Linked DNA regions of Podarcis muralis: region 1 is linked to region 2. A link is a contact called in public Hi-C data. All regions are on one chromosome and are shown on one strand. Each heading gives the region's core, a stretch centred on a gene start, on an enhancer-like site or on the middle of the called end of the contact. The rest is flanking DNA. Distances are from core to core; before and after follow the strand shown.

Evidence for each region. A called contact is a pair of places that touch in the nucleus more often than the background predicts.
Region 1: a contact with region 2 is called in a Hi-C map of blood, with 6 times the contacts expected there. The contact joins the promoter of METTL4 here to the promoter of THOC1 in region 2. A contact is called at or near these places in 2 of 3 Hi-C or Micro-C datasets (blood and tail).

Annotation. Positions count from the first base shown.
Region 1 is chr8:46,719,555-46,724,082 of rPodMur119.hap1.1, forward strand. METTL4 (methyltransferase 4, N6-adenosine) reads right to left here and starts at 2,978. Exons shown (of 9, transcript XM_028737260.2): 1 at 2,883-2,978; 2 at 606-1,103. The coding sequence starts at 1,031. It overlaps NDC80 (NDC80 kinetochore complex component), which reads left to right and starts at 4,211. Exons shown (of 16, transcript XM_077933111.1): 1 at 4,211-4,317. The coding sequence starts at 4,217.
Region 2 is chr8:46,077,647-46,082,602 of rPodMur119.hap1.1, forward strand. It overlaps THOC1 (THO complex subunit 1), which reads right to left and starts at 3,164. Exons shown (of 21, transcript XM_028737230.2): 1 at 3,031-3,164; 2 at 973-1,046; 3 at 814-874. The coding sequence starts at 3,135.

The DNA of each region.
Region 1 (4,528 bases), core at 1,728-4,227, 640 kb after region 2:
ACATCAGCACCTCTATCATTTAAAAATATTGCCATACTCTATGGTTCTTTATACTTAAAAAGATAAAGGTAAATTCTGTGATGCATCTTGCACTCTAGAACTTGATAGAAATAACCAAAGCCTTGCTGCTATCGTGCCCCCAAAGTGATAACACTTTAGCGCTGTCAAAGGCAGACATATTATAAGCACACCTTGTTAAATAATGTTGTTAATTAGTTGACTCACTGGAATAAAAAAACCTACATGGTAGTTCAAGTCTAAGGCGGGTGTTAATTTTATTTATGTTACTCCAAGTAACTAGTGACTATTATAATGGCACTGAAGAAAATGGGACTGTAAATATTTTAGAGGGATTGAGCCTTCGGTTCATTAAAGTAATCAGACATCAACATGTGCTTATAGGAACTTGTGACATATTAAAAAGAAGGAAAATAGTTATGCATCTATAGAGAGGGTTCAACATGTGTGTTTAAAGGTGATCATTGAGCTACAAAAGCAGTATGTAAAATGTTCACAATAAATTAGGGGGTTATATGTTTCCCTTTGTGACAAATAGGACTCTGTTTCAGAGGAAGATACATTGCAGCAATTCCTCTATACTGTACCTTTTTGGCTTTAGCAGTATAGTAAGAGCCATTCGTCCTGACTCTTTCTTGCTGTTCTGATCCACCATTTCCTAGACCAGCCTCAGATCCCTTTTGCTGGAGATCCATTTGATTGTTTGCAACTCCATGTGGCTTCAGTACATTAAAAAATTCTTCCCGAAAAACATATGTATTCTTTACCATTAGACTTGCTTTTTCTTCTGGGGCCTTGATCTCATCAACAGAATCTTTTCTGCAAGAATTTTTAGCATCTAGGCTTCTAGCAGCCTCAATGAGAGCCCCATCTGAGGAAGCAGCAGTAGCAGGATCATCAACAAAGGCCAAGCCAGAATGATCATGGGAATGGCATAGCTGGTAGTTAGCTTTGTTTATGAAGGAGAGGTGGTCCAGTAGCCACCCAGCTGATAGATGACAAACAACAGACATTCCCTGCTATTCCTGTTTTTCAGTGTACTGTTCTTCCAAGTGGATTCAACATAAATAAATAAATCAGTATCTCTGAAAAGTAAAAAAGTAAACATTTTATAAGTATTGCAGTTTATTATTGGGAGTTTTTTTAAAACAAAAAATATCAATATTCTAACAGCATAATTCTATGGAAGGTTATGTGGCAGTAAGTCCCACTGTATCCAATGAGTCTTACTCCCCAAGTAAATGTACTTAGGACGACAGCCAAAGACAGATAAACTTCTTCCAGTATACAGTGTTAAATTATTCAAAGACTTTGATTTTAAATTCTTTACAAGATTGTAGTTTGATGACAGCAATATAAGTTATTAAATCATAGATAGCAGTGATATACATTTTAATGCCTCTAAGTGCAATACTGTTACTTTGCCCTTGTTAAACAGTTCGTATAACTGTAGGAGCCACATTATTTAAATATCTGCCTCCTAATGGGATTGTTCAGGCATTACTTGGGTTTTCTACTCAGGTGAGCTTCGAATGGGGTCTCCAGCTCATGAAACTTGCTCTTTTCACCATAGATAGAGAATAATTAACAGGAAAATACCATATTGATTTGAAAGGGTTGCCTCACTTACCTTGAATATGCAAGAGAGAGAGAATGTAATAATGAGACTAAATCATGTTCTCAACCCATGTAATGCATTTGTTTACATCACTAGTTTATCATAATTGCACCTACTTAAAAGCAACTATAATTGAAATTAACAGAAATAAATTGTTTATCACTTGGATGCCAATTATGTTTAAAAACCAAGGGAGAATGTACCTCATTTATCCAGCTTTATTGCTTTAAGTAAATTTCAAGTTTTTAACCATTTTAGCAAATCGTACTTAAAAGTCAACTTTGTATTTGTAGAAAAAATGTTCCAAGCTGTTTATGCAACATGTTATGCACTATTATGGCAGCAACAATGTGCAAATCTAGTCTGAGAGCAGCACATCATGTTACAAACTCTGACACCTATTTTAGAATAGCTGGAAATGTACATGAAATTTAAACTTAAGTTTTTGCGGGCCTTTCCAGATACCAAAAAACTCCTTGCTCTTTTTCCTGCAAAAGTATTCCCTCCTGGAAGTTGTCCAAAACAAGTCATTCAGACTGCCCCAACACCCTTAAGCAAAGTTATCATTAGCCCTTACAATAATGTCTGCACACAAGACATTTTAAGGTATTCTAGTTAACTGCAGTCATCTGTAGCAAAGGCAACAGTAAAACTTTCAATGAGATCGTAATCAAAACACCTAGAGGGGAGACTATTGGGCAAGGCAAACCCAAATCACTAACAGCTAAAGGCAGGATAAATAAAACTGCTTGCTTTACTGAAGGACAGAAGGGAAGGTGTATGTGGCAATTTCACTCATAAAGCACTTTCGAGGGCTGATTTTAGAGAGGCTAATATACATTATCTTATTCTAATCCCTAGCATAGGGCAGAACAGCGTTACTGTCACCATTTCGAGACTGCCTAGCGAGTTCGTGGCTGAAGAGAGATCTGTGCCGTGGGGGCTCGTGCAGGAAACCTACAAATACGTTTACTAGGAAGCCAAATCGCATTGAGCTCGACAGAGTTTACTCCCGGAAACGAGCGCATTAAAGTCAGACAGGTCATCAGAGCAACCCAGCAACCCAACCCAATGCCACGGCTACAACGCCAGCGCCACGGGGGAGCCCACGACGGAAAACCGCACAGCCATGAAGCTTCGCTCCCATGGGCGCAGCCACCTTGCCGTACGTAAGGCACGGTCACGTGGTTTAGGCGCTCTAGCCGACGGCTGCCGCAGATAACCATAGAGATGAAAACGTACTTACTGTATATACGGCCGTTGCGATCATTTCGCCCGTGAAGAGCGGCTTCCTCTTTCTGAGGGAAGTGACGTCGACTCTCCTCCCTTCACGCTTTCTTATTCTGAGGGCGTCACTGGTGACGTTCCTGATTGGCGGGTAATTTAAAAAAACACCAACCAACCAACCAAGAGCGGCTCCGCGATTAGACCGAGAAGGGTCTAAACAACGGGACCGGCGGCTGAAAGCCCTTTGGCGCAGGTGGTGCAGGACTTGAGTGGGGTCGGGGGTTCTTCAACTCGGCGGAAGGAGGTGATGGGGGGGGGGACACCTATGGGCGGGGGGAACCGTTTCTTTTCCCAGCGCCCTATGCAGGGAACGCCCTAATTTAAGGCTCCTCTGATCCTTCGCCGGTGGGCTGGGGCTCTGCGAAGCCTCCCTGCTCCTAATCTGAGATGCTTGGAACTATTCCTCCTCTCTCTCTCTCTCTCCTTCTCTTTCCATTGGAAAGAAATCCTCCCTTAACCTTCTGGCCTCGGTTTGTTCAAGCGGGAATTTTATTTATTGCTCTTGGGTAAAAGGCTGCCTAGGGCTGCAGCCTCAAGGGACGAAAGTGCCCCCACCCCCAGGTTCTCTGCTTGCTTCCCTTCTCAGGAGGGGCGCAGTTCCCCTCGACCTACTCTTCCTAACCCAGGGTGAGGGTCAGTTGCGGAGGTGCAGGCTGCTCTGGGTGGCATCCCTGAGGGAGATGACAAAAATGAGATTTAAAAAATAATGTTTAAAAATTGAGCTCACAAAACTTTTTAGTTCAGTCAACAAACTTAAGGAAATGCAGCTGGCACTGGGTGCCACAGCAGGGGCCGGCACTTACCGCGGGGCCTACAGTGTGCCAGAGCCACACATCTCTCCTGGGAATGACGTGGTGGCTGCAGGCTCCGCGCTGCTTGAAACAGCAGCATGGGACTTGTGTCTGCCCTCCTCCTCTCCCTCAGCCGCCCCGACAGCTGAGGGGGAGGCTCCATGCAGCGTGCCTCGTCCCCAACTGCAGGACCTGGCACCCCAGCGGCTAGCTACACCACTGGCGAGGGGGCTGGAGCGTCCTCTCCTGCTGGGGCGGCTCAAGGCCCTTTTCTCAACGGAGCAGGACTTTCACCCCCGAGATCCCCAGTCGCCTTCTTGCCTCATGGTAGATGATGGTGACCTATTTATTTGTAGTCTGCCTTTTCCCTCGATGGGGTTCAAGGCAGCACACAGATAAAAAAACCAGCTTTTAAAAGAATAGCCTTGCTTGGACCTTCCCAGTTCTGTCGCTGACCAGGCAGTATCTTCACTCCCTCCAGCAGGCTTGCTCCTCTGCAACGATGCATCGCAACTCCAGTACCAGCCGCCTCAGCTGCCGGCAGTCCATCCATCCTCTCAGGGTGCAGGATACCAACAAGGCGGTGCCCAATACTCCTCTAACGTAAGTAAGATAGGTAATTTCTCTTGTGGCAGGGTTTCATTCCTGAAAGACAAAAGGGGTCCTGGGATGCTGCAATGGTCAGGGATGGTAGGAACTGTAGTCTCAAAACATCTGGAGGGCCAAGTTTGAGGAAGCCTGGGCTACAGCATCAGGGCCTTTTTAAGCTTGGGGAAAAGGCAGGTAAGCAGCCAGGGAAGGGCATGATGGAAGT
Region 2 (4,956 bases), core at 1,914-4,413:
CAGGATAGAGGGGATCAAGCATTCCTTAAGATATCCTGAACCCATGTTGTAAAGGGCCTTGTAAATGAATTCAAGAACCTTGAACCCTTCCTGGTAACATGTGAGTAGCCTGAGCAAGCTTTTAAGCACCACTGTTATGCACTGGCAGTAGTCTTTCCCTATCACTAGTATAGCTGCAGCACATTGCACCAGCTGAGGCTTCTAGACCAGACAAGAGCAGCTGCACATAGGCTACATTGCAATAATAAAGTCTTGTGAGCCCTGCAACATTGAAGAGGGCCCTCAGGAGTGACTGTATCAACAGCTGTCTTCATCTGCCCATCCCACAACAAGACCAGGGCCTCAACAGGGTCCCCAGCTCCATCCCATGTGAAATCCCCCAGAGCAGTCAGGAACCTATCTGGTTCCATTGTCTCTTGGTGCAGACTATCTGAATGGTTTCCTCACTCCGTCAGAGTGGGGCTGCTACCAGAACTCCAAATTTCACCAGGAAGTGTTCCAACCCTCACAATGGGGTTATGAACACCTCTCTCCCCACTAGGAACAAGGACCAAATCAAGGGTATGCCCTACTCTGTGTGTTGGGTTGGTGACTATCTGGGACAGTCCTGTGGTTGCCATGGAAATTATAGTTTTTGTTCTTCAAAAAGATGAATCAAAGCATTGAAGGTTCAACTGATTTGGTGACTTCCCTTGGTGGTCATATTTTTCCTGACGTATCAGAAGTAATAGGTATTATACATTTTTTACTTCGAAAGGAACCATACACTTTCTACTGACAGTGATATGTAGAGTTACAACAAGTAGTACTCACAATTTCTTCTTCCAAGGCAACTCTGAAAGCTTGATCCAGGGTAAACTTTTTTTCATTTTCACTACCAGAGGAGAAAAGCGTTAAGACTATTTTGCCAAAGCCTTCCATATCAACATAATTAAATACATGTTAGGAAACAAAAAGCAAACTAAAGGTTACCTTCCAGGTATCTGGCTGAAGGCACTCAATAAAGGTTTAATAGTTTTGTTCTTAAGTGCATCTCGAGTTGAGTTCTGAGAAGAAAAGGCAAGTGGGGAAGATTAGGTTTTTTAAGTAGTATTTCTATTCAATACTATGTGTAAATCTTTATCAAAATTAATTTATAACACACCTTTCTTGCACGATGGTATTTAAGATGGGTAACATATGGTTCCCAGGCACAAATCAGAACTGCTTCACTTTAGCAAAGTTTATGCATTGGGGCCTTCTCACGACAACCATGGATAATAGGGATTTTAAAGTTCCATATTTACTTAGAATTTAATTGCTCTAGTACTTTAAGTCCAAGACTTTACTCATATGAAAACATGCTATACCTCATAGCACAGCCTAAACCAAAACTAGACTTGTCTAACCAGACTGACTTTATATGATTAGAATACAAGTTCAAATTATAATTGAATATCTTCAGTACAAAGAAAGGATTCATGACTTATGTACACTTAGACCATAAAATCTTCTTGGGTCATTCCAAATCAAGTGATCAAACTTTTAATCTTTTTTTTTGTTTTGTTTTTTTTACCTCGTGTCATTTTCTTAACATTTTGTACACTTGTTGAACGATCAAAACTAAGTTTAAATCTAAAATTTAAACTGTTTATCCTATCCCCTTTTTGAGACAATCAGAAATAATAAATGTAAGCATAAAATGTTCCTCAAGGTTTGTGTATTCTATACTTAAAGCTTTTAAACGCTGCAAAAATGCATGCCCTTAGCCATGCAGTTTTGAAAACAGATATGGAAATGTAACATGATGGGTAAAGGTAAAGGTAAAAGACCCCTGGACAGTTAAGTCCAGTCAAAGATGACTATGGGATGCGGTGCTCCCATAAGCACAATCCAAACCATAGTTTCTCAGAAGAAAGCACTACATATTTATGTATTATTTACTCTCAACTAAGTAGACTTAGGAGTGCATCCATTCACCTCTGCAAATAACAAACAAATGTGTTTTTGGTTGAATTTGGGCCAATTCACAGGATTAAACTGGAATGTTTGGAATACAGACTGAATAAGTCCAGACAAAATCAGGCTACAATGAAATACTCATGTGACTATATTTTACCAGTGTTTAACTCAATCTAAGCAAACCACCTGAAAGCGGGCTGAGTTCCATTTTAGAATTAGAGATGAGATAATGAATTACAGTGATTATACTGAATGTTAAACTTGTTAAACATATATTACATTTAGCTGTCATACACATCCCTCACTAGTTGTCTGTAGCACGAAACAGTGATTTGTATGAATGAACATCACCACAGATCCAGCAAGCTACTTCTATTTACACTCCTTTCTCCACACACCAATTATAGGTGCAGAAACCCTCTCCCCTTGGGCATCTGGCCACCCTACTGGAAGCAAAATTTCGACATCTTCTCAAGGAGGACAATGTCGCCCTGTGATGGGTTATCAGCAAAAAGCTGTTATTGCTTATATCCCACCATTCATTTCCACAATAAAGGTACGGGCACTGAAAACGAAGCTTAAAAACACAATTCCAAAGTGCAGAAGATATCAGCGTTGAAATGTGGTCGATACAAATGCAAGTGATGTCCCTCTTACTAATACTCAACGGCCTGTTAGAACAAACAGGTCTGAAGCCTATGGCTTTGGGGATGGGAAACGGTCAGGTAGAGAGGGAGCTCCGTAATAATAATAAATAAATTTTCTTTATACCCCGCCCTCCCCAGCCCACGGCGCCGCCACCGAGGGAAGCCACGTCCACCGAAAATGCTACTTTTCTAAACACATTTATTGGGCAGGAAACGCCACGGAATAGGACGGGTGTGAGTGTGTCGCTTTTTCGGGGGGGGGCATGCAGAAAGCAGCGTGGGCTTCTCTCCCCGCGCCCCCAACCCAGTTCGTCCGCATCCATTCCGGATACAAGCGGGGATGAAAAGGGAGCTCAAGCGAAAAGGAAAGGCGCTCGGGAAGACCCAGCTATCCGGAGTCCCCAGCGTGGGCATTCGCGCCCCAGCCCGCCTCCCCGCTCACCGTGAAACGCAGCCGCGCCTCAGGCAAGCTGAAGAGCGGCGGCGGCGACATAGCACCTCCTGGAAGACTCGGCGAACAACCGGCGGCCCGCTCTGGTGACGCCATCCCTTTGCGACTGCGGAAGTCCGAAGGCAGCCGCGAGCGCCCCCTCCTGCCCGGGAGGAGTCTTTTTAGCGCCGAGAAAAGGGAGACTCGGAAGAGGAGGAGGAGCTTCGAGGATTCTGAACCACGTGACTGCTCTCTGCCCATTTAACTCTCGCATCGTCCCGCCTCGTTTTATTCTCAGTTCGTTTTGTAGTGATGGAAGTATGGCTCACTGCTTCTCCACCTTAGTTTGATCTTTCATATTCCTTCTAAGAAGCATTAGCTTTCTTATTTTCCCAAACCCAGAGTCCCAGCATGATTGCATCCAGGGGTGAAGTGTGCTCCTCCAACAGGGATTCTATATTCAGTTCAGTTTCTGCTGAAGTTGGACCTTTTATTTAGCTTTAAAAGAAAGCATGTTTTGATATGTGCAATATCACACACACGTGTGCAATATCAAGCCCCAAATGGTGCAATTCAGAATGAGTGTGGGCTGCGGCACACTCGCACAACCAAACAAAGGACGACATGAATCATGTGGAGGGGAAATGGGTTGACCCAAGGCCACAATTTAATTCAACTGGAAGAAAAAGAATTGATAAAGATAGAGTGGGAATAGTGCACAAAAGATCATTAGCACCAGTTGGCTCTGTCCACATAATAAGGTTATTTCTTTAATTTGTATACTACCTTTTCAAGAAATGCTGGGTAAGTTAAGGTTAAAATATCGTCTTTCCAAATCCTAACGCCATGTTGGCAGAAACATGGGATTAAATGCAATCTTTCCACCTACAGTTCTACACACATTTTATTGCATTGCATTGTAATAATTTATTGTGGTAAAAATGTTCATTGATTTCTGGAGACTTTTTGATCTAGTAACTCAACGATCTAATTTTCCTGCTGCGTCTTCAACAGATGTTATAAATGTGTGTGTCCCAGTCTGATGCAGTACTAATGTAGAGGCAATCTCTCTTACAGTGAAGAACTGGCGTGTTATATTTTGTATGAGCAACAATGCCTAGGTGTCACCTTGATTGATTCTGTGCAAATTTGTAAGAAAACCAAATAGGAAATTGTTCCTTTAGTGATACTACTGCATAGCTAGATGTTTTCATTTCCTTAATTCTCTGGAGACTGAACACTTCTCACCAGCTTATAAAACCACGCAGATTCACCTTTAGGTAAGATCACTCTACACTATTTGTTTATTAAAACACATGGCACAACACAGTTGCCAGTGCGGTGGGGTTGGGGAGAGACTCACAAAACCTCTTTATTCCAGATTGTTTTTATGGTCTATTGGGAAGACTAAATGAAATGTTTCTTATTTTTGTTGACATTGCTATCCTCAGTGGTGCATGAAAAAATGGTAAAGGCCACTCTTTCATAACAACCCTATTTCTCCTTTTAACTCCCACTGCTCTTAAAAGAGCAGTGTTATGAGTATGTTATGAGTAACATATAGAGTATGTTAGCCTGATATGACCCGGTGGAGGGGGGGGAGGGAACCCACAAATGGGAACATCCCTTTTGGCTGATCTGAGAATGCCCATTATTGCCAATTTTTATTTATTTACTCACTATATTTATATAAATGCACCCAATAACATTGTTCTCTAGGTGAATTGCAACATAAAAATGATACAGCACAATTGAGCACAAAATAATAAAAACAATCCCAGCTGGTGGGGGAGGGTGTGGCTTACCAGTGAGCAAGATGTATATTGGATTGTTTCCTCAGCAGAGGAAGAAACCTGGTGCCTTTCTTATTCAGTGGCTTAAAACTGTTGATTCAGAACTAGAGAATATCCCCCAGGAAAAATAACAAGTGTTTAGAGC